Regions from separate parts of the Gossypium hirsutum genome. Here region 2 is linked to region 1. The links are chromatin contacts, called in public Hi-C maps. All regions are on one chromosome and are shown on one strand. The core of a region is the stretch at or near the end of the contact, and the rest is flanking DNA. Distances in the headings are between cores, read along the strand shown. Region 1 holds the start of LOC107892057 (zinc finger CCCH domain-containing protein 48). Region 2 has its middle 27 kb from the start of LOC107892687.

Region 1 (5,792 bases), core at 1,807-4,306:
CATTGAATTTCGTTGTTTCATAAAAGAAGGTGTTATCGGAATTAAACCAAATGCTTTTGTCAAATAAAAGTATTACTAGCATCATGACGAAAATATTTTCTTTTCAAGCTTATCAACGCACAAGTGAATAAAAAGGGACTCATCATGGCTATGAAAACCAAGGGAAAATTAGAGAAAGAAATGCCTTAATTGATGTTCTTTAACTAAAAATACGAGGTTGTAATAATTGAAGTTAAGAAAATAATTTTAATTAATAAATTATTATATATAAAATTAAAATAATGTTAAAAATAGTATATAATTTATTCAGGTCATTTGTCACCATAAATCTTTGACATGTGACAAGATAGTTGTCAACTTTAATTGTATACTTTGAATATAATTACACAGAATAAATGATTTAGTATGTAATTATCTAATTAATAATATAATTTTACGGAACCTAAAACTTATATAGCGTTGGATATCTAAGAAAGTAGGACATAAAATTTATACTTTGTAAGAACAAAATTATTTTAAAGTAGTAAATTATAATATTCTTAATGTAACTTTTTCACAAAGTTTTTTTCCCGCAATATAATTATCCACTACAATTTAAAATTTAATTTTCTAAATATATGGTACTAGGGTGAGCAAAACTCAAAAAAAAATTTAAATTTCGAGTTAATCGAATTAATTCGAATAAGTAATTCGAGTTTCGAGTTCGAGTCGAGTTGAATTTTACAATCCGAATAATTCAAATAATAGATTGGTGTAAATACTCTTTTGGTCCTTGCCAATTTTAAAAATAAGCAAACTGGTCTCTCTCTCAACAAAGAATTCAAAATAATTTTTAAAATTCAAAATATTTATAAAAATTACAAAAATTTATATATATTTTTAAAAATTCTAAATAAAGTTAGAATTTTAAAAATTTTCTTAAATAATAATTTTGAGATCTAAATGAGTTAATTAATGATTTGAGTTTATCATACTAAAGTATCTTATTTTTCAAATTTATGTGCTATAACATGAGAATAATTATATTGTAACAAGATTTAATTTGACATGTTTACTTTTTTAATTTAACTCGAAAAATTTTACTTGATTCGAAAAAATTTTCAAATCGAGTTAGGATGATAAAATAAGACTTTTCAACTCGATTAATTCAAATTTTTTTTACTCTATTCGATTGAATGCTCACCCCTATATGGTACCAAAATACTATATTAATTAAAGATTGATTTTTTTCGGTGAAAATTAAAGATTAATTTTAAATATTTTATATTTACCTTTTCTATCAACTTTGCACTACCCTAAATTGTACCTTTGTTTTATAAACATTCTATCTAAATATATGGTAACAAAATAATATATGCAGAGAATATACTTAAATACTCTACAATTACCTTTTTTTTCATAAAAATTGCAAATATCTTCCCATAATTTTGGAACCTAACATTTATATGGAGTAAAATTATAAATATCTTCCAATAATTTTGGAACCTAACATAAACATTGGCATTCCTTAAATTTTAATGTTGACATTTATTTTTGTTCATTTCTAAATAATATGTTTTTTTTAAATCTCAACTATTTATAAATGGTAATAGTTTAATATTATGGATAATCAACAATAAAATTTAAATTTTCATTTCACATCAATTAAATTAAACATGAAATTTACATAATGAAATCCCTTTTTGTCTTTAGTTAAACCTGCATGTAATTTTAAAAATTTCAGTGAAATATCATTGAAGGATATAATAATTCCGTTTAAAATGCAATTAAATAAAAACATCATGTGATGACTTGATGGTCAAGGTATTCACCGCTCCAGATGTGATTTGGGTTCAAGTTGCGCTAGGCGCATTTGTTGTTCGGGCTTTACCTTATTATTGTAATTTACCAAAAATAATGTAAGTAAATAAATAAATAAAATTAAAAACAAAATTCTAAATAAATAATTTTAATTTATTATTTATTAGGGACTAAAACAAGAAAGTTATTGTATTTTCTAAATAAATAATTTTAATTTCGATTGAGTTTTAACTCAGATTGCATCGAAAAATGATGTCCATATTTGTGGCATACTTACTAGAACGACACATGACAAACCCAATAGTTAACATTTCTTCAAATTCAATTTATTAAAACAATCTCTAATATATATTGTGGGGATAATGTATAAAAATAAATAATTTTAATGCCAATTGAGTTTTAACTCGGTTTGCATCGGTATTATTGTTTGTGCAGGAGGATGCGGGTTTGAGCATGCTGAAGCATGTTTATCCTCCTATTTAAAAGTTGGGAAAAAATTATAGATAAATTCAGCTATTGTATAAAAAAACAAATAATTTTAATACAGAATGATTCAATTTATCATGTTACGGAGGATTTCTTATCTCAAGACAATTATTATTTTATTTTTTTCGATATCATACCAAATTAATAAATATTATAAATTAAAGGATAAACTACACAAATAGCCACTTTTGTTTACTTTATATTACATTTTAGTCACTTATGTTTGAAATGTTACATTTTAGTCATTTACGTTATCGTTTTATTACAAAGTAGTTACTCTGCCGTTAAAACTTCGTTACCTCCCTAACGACAATCCTACGTGGCAATTCAAATGAGTTTTAACTGTCAACTTAGATGTCCAACTAGGATGAGATAGGTTTTTAATTAAATAAATTTAATTAATTCAAGTTTTTAAATTAATTACACATTGAATTGGAAAAGAAAAGTTTATATCCTTTTTATTTTAGTTTTGTTTTCCATTTTGATTGAAAAACTGTTCTCATCCCAGTTGAACATCCGAATTGGCATTTAAAATTCATTTAGACTGCCACGTAAGATTGTCGTTAGGAAAGTAATAGAACTTAACGATAAAGTGACTACTTCATAATAAAACGATAGCATAAGTAACAAAAATATAACATTTCAAATATAAATGACTAAAATATAATCTGAACCAAACAAAAATAATTATTTTTATAATTTACCCTAAAATAAACAATTCGAGATACCATATTAATAAATATTGCTTTTAACAAACACTATGTTTTTAAGCTTTTTGAAAGGACTTCCGAAGGAAAAAAAAAAGCTTTGCAATTTTTTTTATTTAAAATCAGAACTAAAAAATTTTAGTTTTTACTCAAGATGCTTTTTGGCCCAAAAACAATTTAAGGAGCAATGCAAAACTAGATGGATTATATAATCTCACTTACCGATTTATTTAACGTAAAGCTGACGCGATCTTGTCTAGTTTTCCTTTCTCAGCCATTCTCCACCTTCTCTCCAGCGGCAACGGTCACCGCAGCACTCAACCATCCTCCTCCTTTTTCTGTTTTTGAAGAAATTTTTTTTTTGCGTTATTGCATAATCAATTAGGGTTTCAGCGGTCTCTTTCATGATCGGATTCTTTCGCTCCAAGAATTCCCAGACGCTTAATCCGAAGCTTCTTCCATCTATCTTCTGTTACCGATACAAAAATTGGGGATTATGGATTTAGACGGCGGCAACAGGCGCGTTTTTAACCGACTCGGAGGTTCTTCAGCTGCCTCACCCGACTCCTCAAAAAACCAGAAAGTTTGTTATCATTGGAGGGCCGGTAAGTGCTCCCGTTTCCCATGCCCTTTCTTGCACCGTGAACTGCCTCATCCTTCTGGCCCCGCCGCCGCTACCTCTAATGGATCCGGTGCCCCCAAACGTTTCGCCGATGATTCTGGGTTTTCGGGTCCGGCCCTACGACGAGGCCCCAACTTCAATAATAATCATAACAATAGTTGGGGGAGAATGGGGGCTAATAAGGTGGTTCGGAAAACGGAGAAAGTGTGTAATTATTGGGTGCAAGGGAACTGTAGTTACGGAGACAAGTGTAGGTTTTTACATTCCTGGAGTTTAGGGGAATGCTTTACCTTGTTGAATCACCTTGATGGACACCAGAAAGTAAGTGTATTTGCCTTCTCTTTTTTCTTTTATGCTGTTAATTTTGGTATGAACTTTTGAAGTACCTCACTGCAAAAGCTAGCTATTAGGTGGGTAGAGTCTGCATTCATATGAATCTCACTAGAAAATAACATGCTTTCCATGTGGAATCAAGCCTCACGATTGCCACAAATACTTATGGTGAATGACTCTGATGCCAATTGATATAAACCTGTGGGGAACCACACGGAAAAGCTAAGTGTTAGGGTGGGAAAGCATAACATCTCATACTTTGGATGAGGGATTCAAGTCTTTATCATGTTGTTAGGCACATAACATATTCTTAGCAGTGTATGATGATGGGTTTGTTTTCTGCGCAGGTTGTTACCGGAATTGCATTACCGGCAGGTATGGATAAGCTCTATACTGGGAGTAAAGATGAGACTGTGAGGGCTTGGGATACCAACACTGGTCAGGTGTGATTCTCTCTCTCTCTCTCTCTCCCTCTCTCTCTCTATGGCAGTTTTAGTTAGTCTTCTGCTTCTTGGAATGAAAAGATGGGAATTTTATGTTTGTCTTCAAACTTGATTATTCATGAGACTTTAATCAATTTCCAAGAACAGGAATCTCCTTAAAACTGTTCTGAGATTTTTTTATTTTATTTTATCCTGTCCTGTGTGATCAAATTATTAAAGAAAAGGTACCTAGATGAATTACTTTTTATAAGTGTCCATGTGAATAATAAGATACTTCAAGACAGACTATTTATGTTTCTTTGTTGCTAAATACCCAAGGGTCACGAAGAGTACCTTCTATTTCTTTGTACCGTGAAAGTAAAACGAGAGTCACTTTTAGCTGGAAGTTACTTTCAGTAGTCTTCTTGTTGTAGTGTTTGTTGGCAGTTTTTGTTTAAGTAAATCCTCTTAATTATTATGTTTTTGGCTGATATTCCCTGTGGCCTTTTATGTAGTGTATGGGTGTGATTAATCTTGGTGGTGAAGTTGGTTGCATGATCAGTGAAGGTCCTTGGCTGTTTGTTGGCATACCTAATGTTGTCAAGGTAAGATTCAAGGCAAATTCTCTAGCAATTGTTTCTTCTTTATTATGTTATCTCTTTTGAAATCAGAAGAACGATGATTTCCTAATTTTTTACTCGATGACAATCATTTTGCAGGCATGGAACACCCAAACTAATCAAGAGCTCAGTCTTAGTGGACCTGTTGGGCAAGTTTATACTATGGTTGTGGGTAACGATTTGCTCTTTGCTGGTACACAGGTAATGTTCTACATATTAGTATATATTTTTTAATTTCTTTTCATTTAAATTCCATGTTCTGTGTATGGTCAGTCATGTTTTCATCATCATGTTTTTTCTGTTTTGGCTTCTGCCATAGTATTTTGCAAAAAAAAAAAAAAAACTCACTAGTTGAGGCAATTTTCTGTTTTGGTTGTCTGACAGTCATCATCTCATAAAATTGCTACTTACCTTGAAATAGCTCTTGTATGTGAAATGAGTTTTCTCTGAAAGAGCCATAGATCTGAGGAGGAATTGGAATTTGTGTAGGATGAGTCTCACTCTGGGTCATATATATGTCATACTTATATCATTTACTACCATCTCTCTATTTCTCTAGCATTCCAGTCCGGATCCTCAGGAAACAATATCTGTTTATTGCAGGATGGTACTATTTTAGCATGGAAATTTAATGCCGTCACCAACAACTTTGAACCAGCAGCATCACTTAAGGGTCACACCCTTGCAGTTGTATCATTAGTTGTTGGGGCTAATAGACTGTACTCTGGTTCCATGGACCATTCTATAAAGGTAAAAGTATTTTAGTCATCCTGGTTTAGAAATGTTGTAGGTTAAAACCACC
Region 2 (5,792 bases), core at 1,157-3,656, 490 kb before region 1:
CTTAATGAAGGATTTCTCATTCGGTCCACGAGTATTTCAAGTTCCCTAGTTAATGTTATTGATCAAATTCGTTTAGATGTAAAGTCTTTATCTTCAACTTCAAATGTTACTTATTAATTTGTAATCGATTTCGTTATTTTATAATAAAAAAGGTATTTGATGATTGTTTCGTATAATCGTTAAGGTATATCACACTATTACAAAATTGAAACCGAAAGTAGTTAAAAGAGAAAAAAATAGTTTCATTGTGATACAATTAATAAGTGCATCCAGTTATAATAAGTGTATTCCCAAATGAAAATTATATATTTAAAATGTATGAGTGTTTTTATAAAATAATATACAATAAATAATGGAATGTAAGATTTGAAATGAATAATACATATATAATATGTATGAAATTAAAATAAAATTAGTTTAAATTTTGAGTAAAAGAAAATTTAAATAGATAAATATATCATTAGTGGTGGAGTTAGAAAATTTTTTTAGGGGCGGAATTAAATTGTATATTTTTACGATAGTAAAAATGTAATTTCACCATTTTAATAGTGTCTATATTTATAATTTTGAGAGGATTAAATCAAGTTTTTATTATTTTTGGGGCTAAAGTGCAATTTTGCCATTATTAATTTAAAATTTTATAAATTATAAAAGGTCTAAATAGAAATTTTTCCTTTTTAGAGGGGTTAGGGCCCTGCCAACCCCTTTGGTTCTGTCACTATACATCGTATAAAGAATATTAAATGTATTCCAATTTTTTATTATAGCATTGTTTTTTTTTCTTAAATTGGTATCGAGTTAATTTGTGACACTAATTTAAACGATAACACTATCAATAAGATTATGGCATACCCATTATATGAATAAAAATAATTATATAATATATTTATTAAGAATTCATATAAAAATTAATTATTACTTTAATTAAAGTGTCAAAATTAGGAGAGTATATATTTGGTGTCTTGGGTTAAAATGTTATTACAAGTATGATTCTTTTCTATATTTTTATAAAAACAATACTGTTAAATTAACATTTATTACTTTATTAAAATTTATATAATTTAATAATTGAGTTGATAATTAATTAAGGGTGATAGTAAAAATAATATAGATAATAAGTTAATAAGATTTTGCTCAATGAAAAACGAACCCTTGAATTGAGTGAAATATGGCCCAACTAAGCTTTAAACCTAATACTATTAAAGTGATCTTTTATAAGATTTTCTTACCTTAATCAATTTAATTAATGATCGAACTTTAACTACCATCCATGTCAAAAGCTAAATGTCTGTCATGGATCCACCAGCATATAAAATACTTAAAAAATAAATGTTAAATCAAGTTTGATGTAGGAAAATTTTGAACGGTGAATGACAGAGAGGCTTATCCCGATTTCAAAGAGGAAAACCATTCTTCTGTGGTACTTTTTGTAGGCTTATGAGATACACTTTCCGTAATTACCTCGAAGATTGCAATCATGGCTTTACTGATGTTATCCTTGGCTAAGAATGACGTGTTTAAAGATTGAGCATGTGAATTACTTGGTAAAATTTTGGTTTGAAACGTCACATAATTTGAGAAAAGAATCCATGTTTAACTTGTTACATGAAGTTTGATGAATTGTGTTGTATTCAAATTAAGTTTTAATTGATTGCCCATTACCCTTTTTTTCAGTTGATTGTCCATTACCTTTAAATTGGATGTTTAAACGTATGTGCCAAATTTCTTAACAAAATTTAAGAAAGCTTAGTGAATAGCACCAACAAAACGTTATCAGTAATCAAATTGTTAAATTTTCTTTTTCAATATTCTTCTCAATTTTACAATTTAATCTCTATCAATTTTAAAAGTAAAAAATTAACAAAAATTCATCATAACATTAATATATTTTTGTTTATTGTGCAAAATTTTGATTGTTATAATGATAATTTTAATTTTCGATGTGTACATATTTTGTTAATTTGATCTTAATTATAAAAAAATTAATAAATTTAACCTCAACATTTATACATTTATAAAAAAATATTGTAGATTGAATTTGTTAAATCATGATTAAATTAATAGAATATATAAATTATGAGAGCTAAATTTGTTATTATATTAATCAAATTTATGTAAAATTGATGAAAAACATTAATATTATAATTAATTATTCTTAATTTCTTATTTTTAAAATGAATATATTAAATTAATTTGATTTTTTTGAAGGGGAACAATTTGTTTAATGTGGAAATTGAGATTAATCCAAATAGTATAAATTTGTCTTTTTTAACTACTTTTTTTTAAAAGTGTATTTCTCTACTTTAAGGGTGTTCCAAGTTGACACGGAATCGTAGTCCACTTGGGGTCACCAAGCTGTCTCGAAAATGCATGCATGATGATGGATCCAAGCCCAAGCTCCCGGGTTGCAAAAAGCCACCTTTGGTTTGTGAGCGTCCGAGCCTAATGCTTCGCTTTCATTAGGCGCTTGTCTCCACAAGAGGGCGCCACTATCTCTATTGTTGCCATTATCCCCGTAGTATCTACTTATCTACATATCTATCCGGTTTCTTTTTCCTTTTTCTTTCTGGTCTATTTTGGCGGTGGTCCATCCTCTGAAAATAACTCCATTCTTGGTTATTCATCTCTAAAATGCTACTTTGCTTTTAAACAAATAGCAATGCGTGAGAGTGTGTGGGTTTTTTTTTCCTTTTAACAAAGAGAGTGGGATTTTATTTGTAGTTATCACTTGGAATGTTACATTCCTTGTAATCTTGTAGTGTTACATACCTAATGTAAATGTAATTGCTGGTGACCTAACCAAATATCAGTAATCAGTGTTCCATTTGATTTTTCTTTTGAATGATATATATCAAGAGGAATAGACTAGAAATCTCTTTTTGGTTTTTTTATCTTGAATTTAGGTACCTTACAACACTCAAATGACATTTATAATTGATTTAATTTTAAAAATATGTAAAGTTTGAACTTGATGGTTAATTTCATTGATAGAAATAATAGCATCTACTTTTTTCAAATGTAATCTCATTCAATCTACTTTAAATATAATGCAAGTTGTGACTGTAATATATATATATATAATAAAAAATTATATATAGACCAAAGTAAAAGTTATGAAATAAATGAATTTGGTACAAGTGTTCTAAAGTCATTTATTAAACCGAAAATAGAGAGAAGAAAAAGAAAGGTAAGAGATAAAATTTGTATATTTATGCTTGTGTTTTTTTTAATATTATATATGTATTTTTATAAATGTATATGGAGAGAAAATTTTTATTTTTATTAAATAATATATTTAAAGACATTAGTTTGAATATTTATTATTGAATTTATTCAAGATTGACATATGATAAAATGTTTACAATTTAAAAATTATTTTTTAATTCTTATTTTGAGTAAAGTATTAAATGATTTTATTCATGCGTCTACTGTTGAGGTAAGTTGTGAAGAAATGATTTAAGTGGTATTTGACAATGTCCACTACTACCCATCACTATGATAGTAGAGTGAAACTAGTTATATTTGGGGTTGGCAATATATTGAAACAAAATCTTTGGGTTGTTGAGTTAGTGGATATTTTCAAAATATGGAAACACATAAATGTAAACCAATCTGTTACCTATGAAGATTGGATTGTAGTTGATTGAATTGAACAATTACAACCCTTGAATTATGGAGAATCATTTGGGATCAAGTTATTGTTTTCCTAAAATATTGAATTTCCATCTGATTGTGTTTTTCATTTTGGATTTTATTAGTATATTAATTTTTCTATTTTTTAGTTACCAATTTTTAGGGTTGCTTTGTATTTAATTATTAGTATGTTAGCAAGTTGAGAGACATATATATTATGAGGTTTGTATAGGTTTTAGATGATAGCATACTGAGAGCGCTTTATTTTTTCATTGTGGAACCATTTTTATGAGTGTAATTGAAGTGTAAACCTCAAGTTTTTATAGTCTACATTCTTAAAGGGAGAATTTAGAGGTGAGTGTTATAACACTCGTTGTATTACACCAAGTAAAATAAAACATAGTTTAAACAAACATCTAACAGAAGCCTTATAAAAGTCGATGAGATTATATAAAACGCAAAGTGCATTATTTCCCATACAAAAGTTTCATGTGCATCATTGACAATTAAATATAATTTAAAACAGTTTGGTGTATACGCCTTACAAATGTTCTCATAAAATTATATTTCACTAAGATTTAACATGTCTCAAGAGTACATAGAAATTCTTTTTAAAACAATTAATTGGCGAAAGATGTAAATTATTACAAAGTTACTTACAAAACAATTCTACATGTTACCAGCCCAAATGGTCCTGCATGATTCAGAAAACAAATAAGTAGCTTACTGGCAACAACAAATCTGGCGTAGTCCCTTTTCTACTTAACTCGCCTGAGAAGGAAAATAATAAAGTAAGTTCAAGCGAACTTAGTGAGTTCCAAATGTAATCACAAACAATATACAAGAATTCTACTGGTTATTAAGCACAAACGCTCATAAGATACTCTACCTTTCAAAGTGGTTCGAACGTAATAAACATAATATGCCCAACGGCGTTCACAAAACCTAGATAGACTTGTTCCACCATCTTAACACAACACATGAGTGGTCATTATCCACCAACTTAACTATAACTTATACAACATATTCCATTTACACATGATCCATCCTTGTGACATCCTCAGACCCAAATTCAAAATCAGAATAATATAAATCAGATTTATTCATGTGCATATACCTCCTTAACACCTCATATCATTTTTGTTCAATTGAACATGTTTCCTCGTGATCTACCAGTCCCTTTTGCAATATAATTGCCGTACCAGAGGCATTACAAACATATCTCTTTGTCATTTATCACATATCACACTTCACATATAGATGGTACTAGGCTCATGCTGCAAAGAGGCCATTTTATATAAAAACATGAACTGACCATATTCACACTGACAATGCTGGTTTAACTCCACCATGATCAGACAACACACATTACACTATCGAGAGAGAACACTTACCTTACCAAATTTATACAACAAGAGGATTTTAGAACACAAGGAAGTAATAAGGAACTCACCAGAAACTCTAAAACATGAATCTACTCTACAAGTCTTTTACCTTTATTGCTCAGAACATCGCTAGCTTCATGAGGTAGATGAGAAACAAATATAAATCTTGAATCATTAAACTATTGTAATGTTAACATGTATGCATGAATAGGTACCATGCAACTGAGAATTAGGAAGTTACCCTCCTTAGAACTAGTTCTAAAAACCTATGTATGCACAATTGCAAATATGTAAATTCCTTCGACAATAACCTAAGGGTTTACAAGAAATTACCAGTAAGCTGGTACTAAAAATGGCGTCGACTAAATACTGATAACCTTATTCATTTGAAGCTTTCTACCTTAAGGTTTGTCAGAAACTTAGAGAATAATTCAAGGAAGAAGATGTAAAAGTAATACATGTATGCAAACAATATCTTTATATACCCAGACAACGGAGACAAAGTTTAGTGGAAGGATAAAAAAAATCCCACTATTGCCCTTGATTCCCATGAATAAACTTACTTAAAATTTTTAAAGTGTAATAATCTACAACACAGTAGGTCATTTCTAACTAGGTCTCAACTAAACTTCAACATTACTTACCAAGCCATTGTTCATGTTAAAACATGGAAAGGAATCTATTAAGCTGTGAAATTATGAGTTTGTCCAAAACATTTGGGGTTGGCGAATAGCTTAACAGAAGAGTCTACCAATCCCTAGAGTCTACCAAATC

What was found. Hi-C and Micro-C count contacts between places; a contact is called where the count stands out from the background.
Region 2: a contact with region 1 is called in a Hi-C map of leaf, with 4 times the contacts expected there. The contact joins the enhancer-like site here to the promoter of LOC107892057 in region 1. A contact is called at or near these places in 6 of 34 Hi-C or Micro-C datasets (callus and leaf).

The regions. Positions count from the first base shown.
Region 1 is chrD09:15,160,445-15,166,236 of Gossypium_hirsutum_v2.1, reverse strand. It overlaps LOC107892057 (zinc finger CCCH domain-containing protein 48), which reads left to right and starts at 3,056. Exons shown (of 9, transcript XM_016817028.2): 1 at 3,056-3,936; 2 at 4,296-4,391; 3 at 4,886-4,975; 4 at 5,090-5,191; 5 at 5,594-5,740. The coding sequence starts at 3,490.
Region 2 is chrD09:15,651,980-15,657,771 of Gossypium_hirsutum_v2.1, reverse strand. No RefSeq gene overlaps it. Among protein-coding and RNA genes, the nearest start is that of LOC107892687, 27 kb to the left of the region's middle. Within about 2 kb of position 2,406, at least 2 of the 9 cell types and tissues checked have an H3K27ac peak or open chromatin away from gene starts, as enhancers often do. A contact at or near this core is called in leaf, where this site is marked.